Regions from separate parts of the Mus musculus genome. Here region 2 is linked to region 1. The links are chromatin contacts, called in public HiChIP or PLAC-seq maps. All regions are on one chromosome and are shown on one strand. Each heading gives the region's core, a stretch centred on a gene start, on an enhancer-like site or on the middle of the called end of the contact. The rest is flanking DNA. Distances are from core to core; before and after follow the strand shown. Region 1 has its middle 14 kb from the start of Ddit4l. Region 2 overlaps Ppp3ca (protein phosphatase 3, catalytic subunit, alpha isoform).

What was found. HiChIP or PLAC-seq counts read pairs in DNA pulled down with a chosen protein or histone mark.
Region 2: a contact with region 1 is called in an H3K4me3 HiChIP or PLAC-seq map of bone marrow-derived macrophages, with 5 times the contacts expected there. The contact joins two enhancer-like sites. A contact is called at or near these places in 2 of 39 promoter capture datasets (hippocampal neurons and liver) and 2 of 115 datasets of contacts at active chromatin or transcription factors (bone marrow-derived macrophages and embryonic stem cells).

Annotation. Positions count from the first base shown.
Region 1 is chr3:137,607,012-137,613,321 of GRCm38.p6, forward strand. No RefSeq gene overlaps it. Among named protein-coding and RNA genes, the nearest start is that of Ddit4l, 14 kb to the right of the region's middle. Within about 2 kb of position 3,935, at least 86 of the 459 cell types and tissues checked have an H3K27ac peak or open chromatin away from gene starts, as enhancers often do. A contact at or near this core is called in bone marrow-derived macrophages, where this site is marked.
Region 2 is chr3:136,785,429-136,791,738 of GRCm38.p6, forward strand. All of the region lies in intron 1 of Ppp3ca (protein phosphatase 3, catalytic subunit, alpha isoform), which reads left to right. Among named protein-coding and RNA genes, the nearest start is that of Ppp3ca, 120 kb to the left of the region's middle. Within about 2 kb of position 3,528, at least 3 of the 459 cell types and tissues checked have an H3K27ac peak or open chromatin away from gene starts, as enhancers often do. A contact at or near this core is called in bone marrow-derived macrophages, where this site is marked.

The DNA.
Region 1 (6,310 bases), core at 2,685-5,184:
TGTCCTGCCGGCTTCCATGCTAGGAGCCTTTCTGGCTCCCAACAGCTGAAGAAACTCTCCTTGGGAACAACAGCCATGCTTCTTGGCCTCAGGGTCACCTCTGAGGTGTTTCTCATCAGCTTTTCATGCCTGCTCTTCTGTTCCTCTTTTGAAGTCTGAGAATGATCTTCCTGGCTGTCCTTCCTGCAGACCTACCTGCTGCCTGTGAACTTGGTACTTTCTTCCTGGTGTCTCTGCTGGACCTTCCTTCTGCCCATTTATTTTCATTGGCCCCTCATACTTTAATGGCATTTAATTTCTGTCTCAATTACAGGTCATAGTTAATTGCACACCAGGAACAAACATAACCAGTACCTACCAGTTCTAGACAAGAACTCTCTCTAAGGCCTATGACTTCCAGTCTTTGTACACATATATCCTTACTCAATAAAGGTGTTCAAAAATGTCATTACCATGAGTAATCTGGAATACATAGATTAAAGACCTAAGACATTCTATCTGTGTTCTGTGTTCTATGTGCATAGCCAGAGTGATAAGGGACACAGACATTTTTTTTTCTTTTTGAAACGCAGCCTTCATTCACTTACAGTTCCACAAGAGAGGCTTAAGAAAGTTATTGAACCATGACACAACTACTAGATTCCAGGAGTGACCTACATTTTAAACTTAAGACCAATGAACCAGCTCACAAATTGGATTGGCAAAACAGTATTAAAACTGACCCAAAAGGCAAGCCTCCGTGGAAGAAAATTTTCTTAGTGTGTATAGGATTTATTAGTCTCCCAGCTTCATCAGGGGCTCCTCTCACCAAGAAATTGAAGAGGCTTTTTGGAAGAAAGCAAATGGACTCTCATCCGCAGAGGCTCTGCCTGTTCATCTCTGTGTAGCTCTGCCCATGAGGTCTTCCTTGAACACTGGCTCACAGTGCACACAGCTTGCTACCTCCGATGTCTGCTTCGCCTCTGCAGCTCTCTCCTCCTTTCCATCCTTTTCAAATTCTGATCATTTTCCTAAAGTATTCTATCATGCACTTATTACATCTATTGTGTGTTGTATTCCTTGTTTTGCCCATGTTGTACACGGATGCACACCAAGAGTCTACAACAGTTCCCTACAACAGCAGGCCCTCGACTACTTCTAAAAATGGAAATCAGTGATTTAAAACGTTCCCTTCAGGAGTAATTCTGGGCTGGTAAGATCGGTGAAAAGCCTTAAGTGGAACTCGATAACCTACAAAGACTAAAGGGGTTAAGCATGCCCCGCAACAAAGAAAAGTGTGCATTTGTGCTTACATAAATCTCAGGGAAAGAATGGAGAAAGCAAACGACGATAGCTGAGTGTGTAAAGCCCTTGCTGTGTTAGCGTGGGGGTCTAGGTTTGAATCTCCAGAGCCCACATGAAGCTGAGCATTGCAGTGCCCTGATACAAACTTATTCCTGAGATGGCCACCAGTCAGCACAGTGTCTTTACTGGCTATGTCAGGAGGGAGTTTATATCAGTCACATTCATTGAAACATAAACAGAGGGGAGGAAAGCAAGTTTGTCTAACTAATTTTGATTACCTTTTCTAATTTCTGAGCACTACTCTATGAGGTTTCTGCCTTGAAACTTCTGCCCTACCTGACAGGAGGAAGAAAACAAAGGAACCAGGAGCTCTGCACTGAGCAATTTCTTCAGTCTGTTTGTCTCTGAACTGGAGAGACAAATAGCCCCTCAGCCAGAAGCATCGAGGAATCCATGTGGCTTTCACTTGCAGAGTCTCTGCGCCCTCAGCCCGTAGGAGGCAACAGAGATGCTGGACATTATTTGTGTTGACTTGATCTTAAGCATCAGAATACCTTGTCAGGGTCGAACAGAAGAGTGAACGGGTGGCAAGGTATTTAGAGCCTTCAATTGTGAGTCCACCAAAGCAAAGCATGTTTTCTAAAAGCTCCCCTACCTTCTAACCTTGCTCAATCATCACATGTCATGACACCACCACTAAGATAAACATACTGTGTGCCTACGGCACCACCAGTAGGGGCTCAGACCATTCTCTGTAAGTATCAGGGTGAATCATGTGTCCCTAGAGAAAAGTAAGCTTCCAAGAAGCAGGTTGGGATGTTCCAGAGGTACTGTAGGAAATATTGATGCAAATTTTAGGAGATCTCTCATCTAAACAGGCACACACCCACACTACAATTAAATTCAGAGCTCATTTTCCTGAATTCACAGAAGGGATATAAAAAGCAGAGACAGGAGGTTGATCTAAATTGGATACTGTTTCCCTCATGCCTTTTAAAGACTCTGTACCTCCCTGGGATTTTTCCACCTTCACAAACCTGTTTTCCATAACTCTTTTGCTTCCATATTTTTGGCCTTGAATGTAGTAAAAGTAAAAAACTACTTGTTAAACCCACCAGAGATCAGAAGATGCAGTCTCTATTACAGTAGGCCCCAAAGACTATGCAACCTTCACTACATTTTAATTTCAAGCTAAAACGGTGCACCAAAAGGCAGATAAAGGAAAGCATCACAAGATGGGTAGAAATTCAAAGTATTTGGTAGCCTGTGTTTTCAGAGCATCTACTGGTGCCAGGGAATGAAACCCGATCATTATATATTTAAGGAGAAAAATATGACTAACAATATAGACATGACCCTTTTCTCTTTTAGTAAGCAGATAGTGTTAAAGATAGCATTCGGAAATATTTTCCTACAGGTTCATGAGATGTGAGCCTGAAGAAACTTTGAATAAACCAATTGTGCATTTTCCTGCAAGAGAGTGAATTTTCACTTAGCCGTAAAAGCAATTTAGAGCTGTAGGTGATAAGGAGGGATGGAGGAGGTGAGGGTATTAAGTTCCATGTCTGCAGTAAATAGTTAATGGTATTGAACTTATTAAACATCAAATTCATTCAACCAACTATAGAAAACTGGGTTCTGGTTCCTATGTTTCTTGTCACCAGCTCTCTAACATTAGGGAAATTATCTTTTCCTGGGACCTTTGTGTCCTGAATTTTTAACTAATTAGATTTTTCTTTTATCTTAAAATCAGCTGAAAATAATGGGCAAATCATGCAGAGTCCCCTAGGACACAGCCAGCCATAAAGACAGAGCTGCAACACAAATAATGAGTGGCCACTCTTTCTCTGTCAAAGTCAAGACCAAAGTATTAAGTCTGTCTTAATTCTATGCGTGTGAGAGAAATAACCTTATTAAATTTATTCTAGTATATTACTCAGTTATTCTGTTCTGTTATTACAACTGTTGATGAGTTCCTATTCCAAATCCATTCTATCCTCTGTGTGTGTGTGTGTGTGTGTGTGTGTGTGTGTGTGTGTGTGCGTGTGTGTGTGTGTGTGTGTAGGAAAAATATAGTATATGCAGGATTTGGGACTTTTCAAGGTTCCAGGCATCCAATAGGCAGCTTAGAAAGTTTCCCCCATGAGAAAATAGGGACTACTGTATTTCTTTTTTATTATTCTTTATTTTGTAAATGCTTATAGTTTTCAAACAATAACTTTTCAAAATGTCTTAAGGGGAAGGAAACAGAACCACTCATGTTTATATTAGCTAGGCAGGGTAGCATAGGCATGCCTGTAATCTCAGAGCTTGCACATGCCTGTAATCTCAGAGCTTTCACATGCCTGTAATCTCAGAGCTTTCACATGCCTGTAATCTCAGAGCTTGCACATGCCTGTAATCTCAGACCTTGCACATGCCTGTAATCTCAGAGTTTGCACATGCCTGTAATCTCAGAGCTTGCACATGCCTGTAATCTCAGAGCTTGTACATGCCTGTTATCTCAGAGCTTGGCAGACAGTGGCAAGAGGACTGAGAGTCACTTTGGTTGTCTACATAGAGATTTTGTGGCCAGTCTGGACTCCATGAATCTCTGTCTCAGGGAAAAACAAAACAGAAAGCCAATGGAGTTCCACATGTTTGCAGAGCAGGCGTTCGTGTGTGCAGTCAAGGGCTCGGAGGCCCTCTCTACGTGTTCGCTGAGATACTTTCGGTTTTGGTCTAACTTCTCATTTAACCCCTTAATTTTTTGAATTTGATAAAAGAATAAAGCAATCTAATGTTTAGGAGTTATAGTAGACCTGCTGTGCATGGTAAGCATTCATTTTAACTTACACTAAGAGCACTGAGGGTCTGAAATCAAGCAGGCCATTGTTTAAAGGGATGGAAGTGTGTGGAAAGGGACTGAGACCTACAACCCTCGGCTAGACAGCGGTTCCTCAGTGAGAAGCCTGGACTTTCAGGCTGAGTGCCCTAGAAAGCCAGCCCAGAAAGGAGCCAGTGCCAAGTTAGCATTAAAAAAAAATAGAGGATCACAAGCTTAAAATTCCCCTTCCTTTATGGTTTTACCTCGTACAGACACAGCACATTTTTAACAGGTTGCCATGGAGTAAGAGAGTCAACAAACACAGTGTGGATTCTGATGTAAACACACACCAACAACAGCATCAGGAGACATTGTAAATTAGGCTTTTTGTTGCTGTGCCTCAATATCTGAGGAAAGAACAAAAAACAACAACAAAGTAGGAAGTATTTATCTGGGCTCATGGTTTGAAATCATCAGTCCATGGCCAGATGGCCATGTGTCTCTATGCCCAGGTAAGAACATCATGAGAGAGTGGAGTGGACAAGGTTGCCTACCTCATGGTGACAAACTGCAGAGAGGAGAAGGAGCTCAGAACAGGGTGTGTCCTTCAAAGCTATACTCCAGAGTCCTGCTTTTTCTAGGGAGGCTCTGCCCCCTAAAGCTTCCAGCTTCTCCAATAATAGCACAAAGATTCTAGCACATGACGTTTTGGGCAGATGCTTCACAGTAAGACCATAAAATAAGGGAGTCTGTGGCATTTTAAGGGGTCCCTTGTGTCTATAAGAAGACCAACTGTGCTGTGTAGACCAGAGATCTCCTTCTAGGAAAGGAGACATAGTCCATGGGGGGTGGGGCGAGACATGGGGGAAGATGGGGTGCGGGGGCAGGGGCAGGGGAGATGACCTACTTTTACAAAGTCAAGTTTTAGAAAAATCTTTAGAAAATTATCTAATGCTGGATTTCTTCCAGAAATGAATCCCGTTGGTTACTTAATCACTGGGTCAACTGGTCCTATTAGGTAGTCAATCATTAACTGTCCTCATCTTTTCTCTCAATGTTTTTAAATGTCAACTCCAGTGTATAACTGAATGAGCATGGTAGCCCAGGTGACAGGAACTTGCCCTCACTCTCTTGGCCCTCTCTCAAGCCCTGGGATTTGATGAATGCTGAAAGGCCCCTTTTGTTTTGCTCTTTATCTATGCTTAACCTTACCCATAACCTAGAATTCCAGAAAGTAGATTCAACATTTTTCTAGGTCATGGCGGCTGACAGTAAAATGAAGCTATAGTGGATACCCCTTAAACATGAATCAACAAACCAAAATGTCAAAGGTTTTGCATTCTTAATCCAAAGCTCAGGGAATCTGAGAAAGTCTGTGAGCCAACACAAAGGCAAAGCGTCTTCCTGACAAGCGATTCCCTTAGATTAATTCTTTGACCTAACCTAAAGCAACTCTCACCCCATCAAAACTTCCTGAATATGCTTGTTTTTAAAGGGTAGATATACAAATTAAAATTTATCCTCTAAATATATCTATTTTATAAACAACATACAATCTAAAATGTTCTTTGCCAGAGGAAGTAAAACCAAGCATTTCCAAACTGCATCAGGTCATTCAATCTTAGGAACGTTGCCACTAAAGCAAAACAGAACCAGGGTTTAGGCCGTTTCTCAGGGCCTCAACTGGCTGCAGCACCACCAGCAGCTCCTGTCAATTGTGCCTGATCTATATAAATTGTACTTCCAATAACTTGAACAGAATTTCCAAATTCGGTTAACAGGTTTGTGTTATTGTTGGACAGGCTTGTGTTATTGGACAAATCCAGGCCTCGCTCTCCTTGGCTTACAGGTAGGAATCTGGTTGGGAGGCTCTTTGCCAGACAGAAACTCTTGAGACACAGGAAGCCAGAATGTTAATCAATGAAGGTCCCTAACTCCACTCAGGAAATATTCAGCTACGAAGTTCAATTTGTTGTCAAAATACTTGAAAGTATAGACCAATTCTGTGAAAGAACCTCTCTTTTAAAAACAGATGTTTGCATTGATTCTCTGAGAATTTCAGACAATGCATTTTGACCATATTCACCACTCACCTCTTCCTATTCCCACCTCCTCCACAAGCCCACCCAACTCTAAGGTAACTTTTGTTAGTTTATGATGCACACTCCCTGGGCATGGGGTTTACCACCAGGGATCCCGTCCTGACAGAATACTGGCTCT
Region 2 (6,310 bases), core at 2,278-4,777, 820 kb before region 1:
AAAACTTTACACAGCAAGGGCATATCTCTTTTTACACATTTAAATTAATTGATTTTTTTACACGTATTTACCATGGATATGTGTAAGTAGCCATGCACACATATGCCATGACGTGCATGTGGAAGTCAGAGGACCACTTGCAGGAGTGTGTTCCCTCCTTCCACCATGTGGGTCCCAGGGATTGAACACAAGACCTTTAGTCACTGAGCAATCTTGTCGGTCCTAAGCTATAATATCTCCTTTGAGCAGTAAGTCACTTACAGTCCTGTCTAATGGTAGTATATAAAAATGCTGGCACGTGCTTGCTAGGCTTTGCATCAGCATACTCCATGTAATAATCTAGAATAAGAGATCATTATGAAATATGACATGTTTATCACCATGGGATTGCCCTGCTGTCCCTCCGGGCCATGGTGAACACAGAACTCTATGCCTTATTTACCCAACTTATTGCAGGTCACCGCCCGTTTTGATTTCATGTACAGACCGGCCTATCCCATTCCTGTAGACTGGGGGTCATGGATGTTGGCAGGAAGATTGGTGCCCTGTCTCTAGGCATAGGCTTGTACTGTGGGTGGATGATGTGGTGAGAAGAGAAGCTCTGCTTACACTGCAGGACAACGCTAATAAAGTGCATGTGGCTGGAAATGCAAACAGGTACAGTTTTACCAGGAAACTTCCCACTTCCCAACTTCAAGTATTTTTTAAAAAGGGCTTTGATTTTAAATCATAATCGACAAGTTCATGTGAAGGGTGGATGGAATAAAGAAAAAAAAACAGTTTAGGAAACTTATTCTCAGAAATATCCATTAAAGTATCCTAATGTTTAAATTCCTTTATGCATAAAAATGATGGCTTGAGTTGAGGAACTGACAGGAAAGGCCTCCTGCGCTCTGTGCATCTCATATAGGAGTGTGTGGTTCTTAGAAATAGCCCAGATACAGTGGTGAGAAAAGATTTACTCACCTGAGGGAAGCAGTGTGTGCGTTTCTCCTATGGGGCTGCCCTCAGGGCCTGTGTTTTCCCGAAACCTGCTCTAGAGCCTCTTGGGAGGAGAAGGAGGGGTAAGCAAGGTGGGGTAGGAGGGACTCTGGTTCACTTGGGGTTTTAGCTCTGTGCTAGGTAGGCTCCCTGGAGGGTGGCTAGGAGGCAAAGTATTTCAATCCTTTCTTCCCTGCGATGCTTAATAATTACAAAGCCTTCTAGGATGGTTTTATTTCTGAAATTATTTTATCCTATCTATATTCAAACATGGTAACTAGGTGGCATTCTTAGACCTGAATAGAATTGATATTATCATTTGGGAACATTTTTCAAGGACCTTTCAAACAGAAGGAGTTTACTCATTAAAAATTGTGATATTTGTTGGTGTTTTGATCTCAGAGCATTGGGCCAATAAGTAAGCATGATGGCGCAGGAAATGTATGCTGTTGGAGTTTCAGTCAGTGAGAGCATCCTGTGTAGAATAATTTACATTGGCCTATTTATTTTTGTTTCAGAGATTTCTAATTTTATATTTATTATATATTTTAAAATTAAAATTTACTGTTTCAAACTCCAGTCTAGGTAAAGTCTTTACTCATCTTGCATTTTTTGGGTTGTTCGGTTGAGGATTTCTGCATGGTAGAGCATGCGTTGGACTTGAATCAAGTTTGGGAATCCCAGGTAGACTTCATTTCTAAGGGATAATTACCATGCTCAGAGGGATCGCCTCCTTTGGGAAATAAATTCACCATGTCTTAGGGAACATTTCTTTGTTTATTTTATGGTTTTAATCTCCTGTGACATATTTGTCTAATGAAAAACAAGGGAAAGTCTATACCTAAAATGGATTTTTTTGTGTGTGTGTGTACTCTGTGTGCGTGTGAGTGCCTGTCCGTGAGTGTGTGTGTTTGTGAGTGCACTGCAGTGCATTCATGACGGTATCAGAGGACTATTTGCAGGTCTCACTAATGTCCTTCTACCATCCTGGTAGAAGGTGGATCCTAGGGATTGCATGCCAGTGTTCTGTATGTAAGTGCCTCTACTTCCTCACTCATCTCACTGCAGTGACTTTTTGCTTTATTTTATGTTTACTGCTCTACAAATGACTATAAATACCATTTGCTAGAATATTTCATTATTTCACTTAGCACTGACATTCAATAGTTGTTCTATTTCTTGACATAAATGAATGCAGATATTAAACATTTTAGATATTACTACCATAGGATCATAAAAGCAATTCCTCAAATATATATTTTATTTAAAAAAATCTAATTTGACTTTAACCTTTATTAAAATATTCAATATTCAATCAAAATTCTTAAATTAGAAATTTAGTATTTAAAATCAGCAAATACGTTTTTGCTTTCCTGATAACCCTATATGAAATTATTCTTAACAGATTAACCAGGCAAATAAAGACATTGGTCTTGTGTATATACATTTTATTCTTCTAACAAAAAAAATTCAAGTTCACTCTTATTTTAATTTTTTCAACTGTGCTGAAATCTTTTGAAACAGCTACAATAAGTCCTTTTCATAAAGGAATCATGTTGAGTCATTATTATATAATTTATTGTATAAGACATTTGCAATTGTATTAAAATGAACCTCCCATCATCGTCAAAAGTTAAGTTGTTTTGTGATAGAACCTCTCAAAACTGCAAACAGAGACAGAGTGGATCCTCACCTGTTTCCATTCCTTGGGTCCTTTAGGCATCATGTTGAGGAAAAAAACCAAAACACATATGAAGGATTAGGAGTATACACTCTTTGTCATATTTTAATGAAAATTGCCTTAAAATTCAAATTATAGAAGTATTTGTTGGTGGTATTCTTGTGTTCATTTTCTATAATTATTCTTGAAATGGTAATTATTTTATTTAACATCTGATTTTTAAAACTTACTTCTTTTTTTGTCATATCAAGGCGTAGGTTTCCTCACGACATTTCATACATTTATTATCATTTATATGTTGGTCTCTTTTCTTCCCTCTCCATTTCTCCACTGCAGGTTCCCTTTCTTTCCTGAAGGAATTCTTGTTCTGTTCTATTGAAAAATTGCTCGGAAGACATTTTAGAGGATAGTTCAAACTGTACTGTGTATAATATATAGTTGGTAAGCCAGAGGGAAAGGGAAAATTGCTTATTTTAGTAAATGCTTTTAGCACCGCTCTGCCCTTTTATGAACACTTTTGACATATTGCATAAAACCTCATTGTGCTGTATTTGCATGTCAACAAACAGGAAAACTGAAGGAGGTCTTCAGTTTGCTAGAGAGGTGATTGGGACCCATGAATGTTGACTGAATATATTTTAAGGCTAAGGACTTGTGGATGATCCTTAGAGGAAGTGGAAGAAGAGGATGTTGCTGGGAATGGATGATGTCAAAGATAAATGAAAAGACCAGGACATTACTAAGTTGGAGTTTTATTTATAGGTGTTTAAGCATGTGTATTTAGATTTTTGAGACACTATCTTCAGTGAAAGCCTGATATTTTCAAATAAGGCAAGTGAGTCGCGTCAGTGTGACTAATGTAGCCAGAGCCCTGTTAAGTATATTCATGCTGTTCTAAGGGTCTGACTCTCTCCCTCAGACAGGGTTTGTGTATCTTTGCACATGCACACTCCATACACAGATAAACTGAGAATTGTTTAAAGCTCTATGTAAATTAAGCTAAATCTCCCAGGATGAGAACACAAAGTATAGCCTGGAAGACTCAAGTATCTTCCTGTATATTTCCCTCCCTTACTCTGAATAGGATCACATTTCACATGTTGATGGTTTGTTAACTGGCATTCTGTATTTTCAAATAGCCAAACTTATCAAACCCCACTACCTTACCACCTTAAAGCAAAACGCTTTACTCTAGGTTCATCTAAAAATGAGGCAACTAGTTACTATACACTTCCATCAAGAGAAGGAACCTTTCTTTAGATGGGTGCATTCTTATTACCTGCGGGCGGCTTCCTTGTCTCTTCCTTTCTTCCTTAGTTTTGGTTTCTAACACTTTTCCAATTGCCTCTAACAAAACCTGCAGTGCGCCATGGACAGGGTCAGCTCTTCAGAGTCCATGTCAGCTCATGCTTGCTGTCTGTTGCCCACTTTCCCCAGCCTCACTGGATTAGTTAGTTAATATGAAGCAAGGGGACACAACTCAACATTGGGTCTCTAGAATCCTGAGACTCTCCTTATAGGGGTCAATTCAGTGAACCCCAAATTTGGTAACCCCCCTACAGAAAATGAGGGTGGGACCAAGTAATGAGTTTACTAGGTAGAAATAAAGAAGATAGAGAGAGTAAATGCTTTGCATTTAAGCATAAGAAGGAAAGGAGAGGAGAAGGGAGCGACAGAGGAAGGGAGGGAGAGAAAAAGGGGTAGAGAGGAGGTATTGATGGATTTTATGAAAGAACTATATCTATACCTACCAAGTCAGTGGTGTGGGCTTCTCAAGAGAAGTGTTTAAAAGCTTCATTTATGTATGATATATGTGTGTGTGTGTATATATATATATATATATATATATATATATATATATATGAAATATAATAAAATATAATCAAATCAAACATAATCATATGTGTATGTATGTGTGTGTGTGTGTGTGTGTGTGTGTGTGTGTGTGTGTGTGTGAATGCATAGCTTGGAAGTTGCATTGTACAGACATTGTGCTCTATAACCAGGTTCAAAGATTAAGCAAAGTTGAAAACATCATGTGCAAACACAGTAGCTTGATTCCATGTTTCTTAAAGAATGTCCTGTTTGCAAATGACACTGCAAGGTTGTTTATGAGATTCCCAGTCCAGGTTAGGGTGAGAGAAGAGAAATAGCCGGTTAAGTCTAGACTCAAAGGTCACCAACATTCCTGCCCATGTGAGTATAGTTTATCTGTTGTTTTTCTCCTGTCTGTGTCTGAGATAGCTCTTGGAAAAGGGGAAGCTGTCTCTGGGAGTAGCTTGATTTGTCAGTTGCTTTGGATTGATGACTGAGCAAGCAGGAAATGTGAACTGCCCTTCCCATGTCCTGTAAGCCAGCCCTGTCTTTCTATTCTGCCAGCCTTTGATTAGAATGAAGGTGGGTGATATACACAAATGTCCACAAGATTGGATTGCCAATCTAAGGAGGTCAGGGCAGAACGTGTTTTAAGTTGTGCCTGACATGTGATATCCTTAAGCCGTTTTCTTAACATGCACTGACCTAAGTATCTCTGACAGCTCTTTTGCAGAGTCACCATGTGAATTATGAGACAAGGGCTCTTCCTTTGCATGCTCTGGTTATAGAGAGGGATGAGATGAACATGTCTGGGCTTGCAGTGGCGTTTCACCTGCTCTGTTTGATCCACTGGTGTGATGCTTGCTGGCAGTGAGGGATGGCGAGACAAAGCAGGCTGGCATTCTCTATACACTTTTACTCATGGCATAGACCATTAGGACTCCATCTGTGCTTTATGCTAATATTGCCACGGATTCTTTTGCATTAATAGTGTGTAAGTTTGCCTCTAAATTAGCTAAGAACTCGGCATTCGATTCATGATCCTGAAAGAGATGCAGAAGAAGAAGAAAAGCGTGTGAAAGGAAAGTGTACAAACGACCATTTAGTGTCTGTTCATGATGTCATGTGCATCATTTTAAATGTTGTAGTAGCTGCGTTTTTAAAAAGTAAGAAGTAGGAATAATTAATTGTAGTCCCAAATTATATTTATGTTATTAAATAAACATCTTAATTTAATATTACACATGCATATGTGTGTCTATCTATCTATCTTAGTGGGGTAATTTACATGCACACATCATTGTACTTTGAATGTGAACTGTCCCTTTTCCACTGCTCCAGGCTGCGCATTGTGTGTTTGAATGCTTTGTTTCCTGTGGGTGGCATTGTTTGGGAAAGTCAGAGACTCTTTAGGAAGTGGAACCTGTCAGGAGAAGTTGGGTTCCTAGGAGGCAGGCCTTGAGATTTTATAGCCTCAACATACTTCCAGTTCATGTCTCTTTGCTTTTTGAGTGTTTCTTTTGTTTGTTTTTCTCTGCCATGATGGACTGCATCCCTTTGTATTTTTGAGCTAAAAATGATAAAACCGTTAACTTGCTTTGCCAGGGTGTTTTGTTAGAGCAGTGGGAAAGTATCTAAGACACCTGCACAAGCATACGCTAGATCTTTTAAATGCTGGGCTTCTTATCGACTCCCAGCAGACCTTGTTTCCACTTTTCAACCCCCTGTTCCTGTCAGCACCATGGCAAGGAACTCCTGTCTCGGGGTTAAGATACTGACATAGAAATCAGGGGACATTGATGACAGCCCTGGTTTTAGCACTGGGTAACCTTT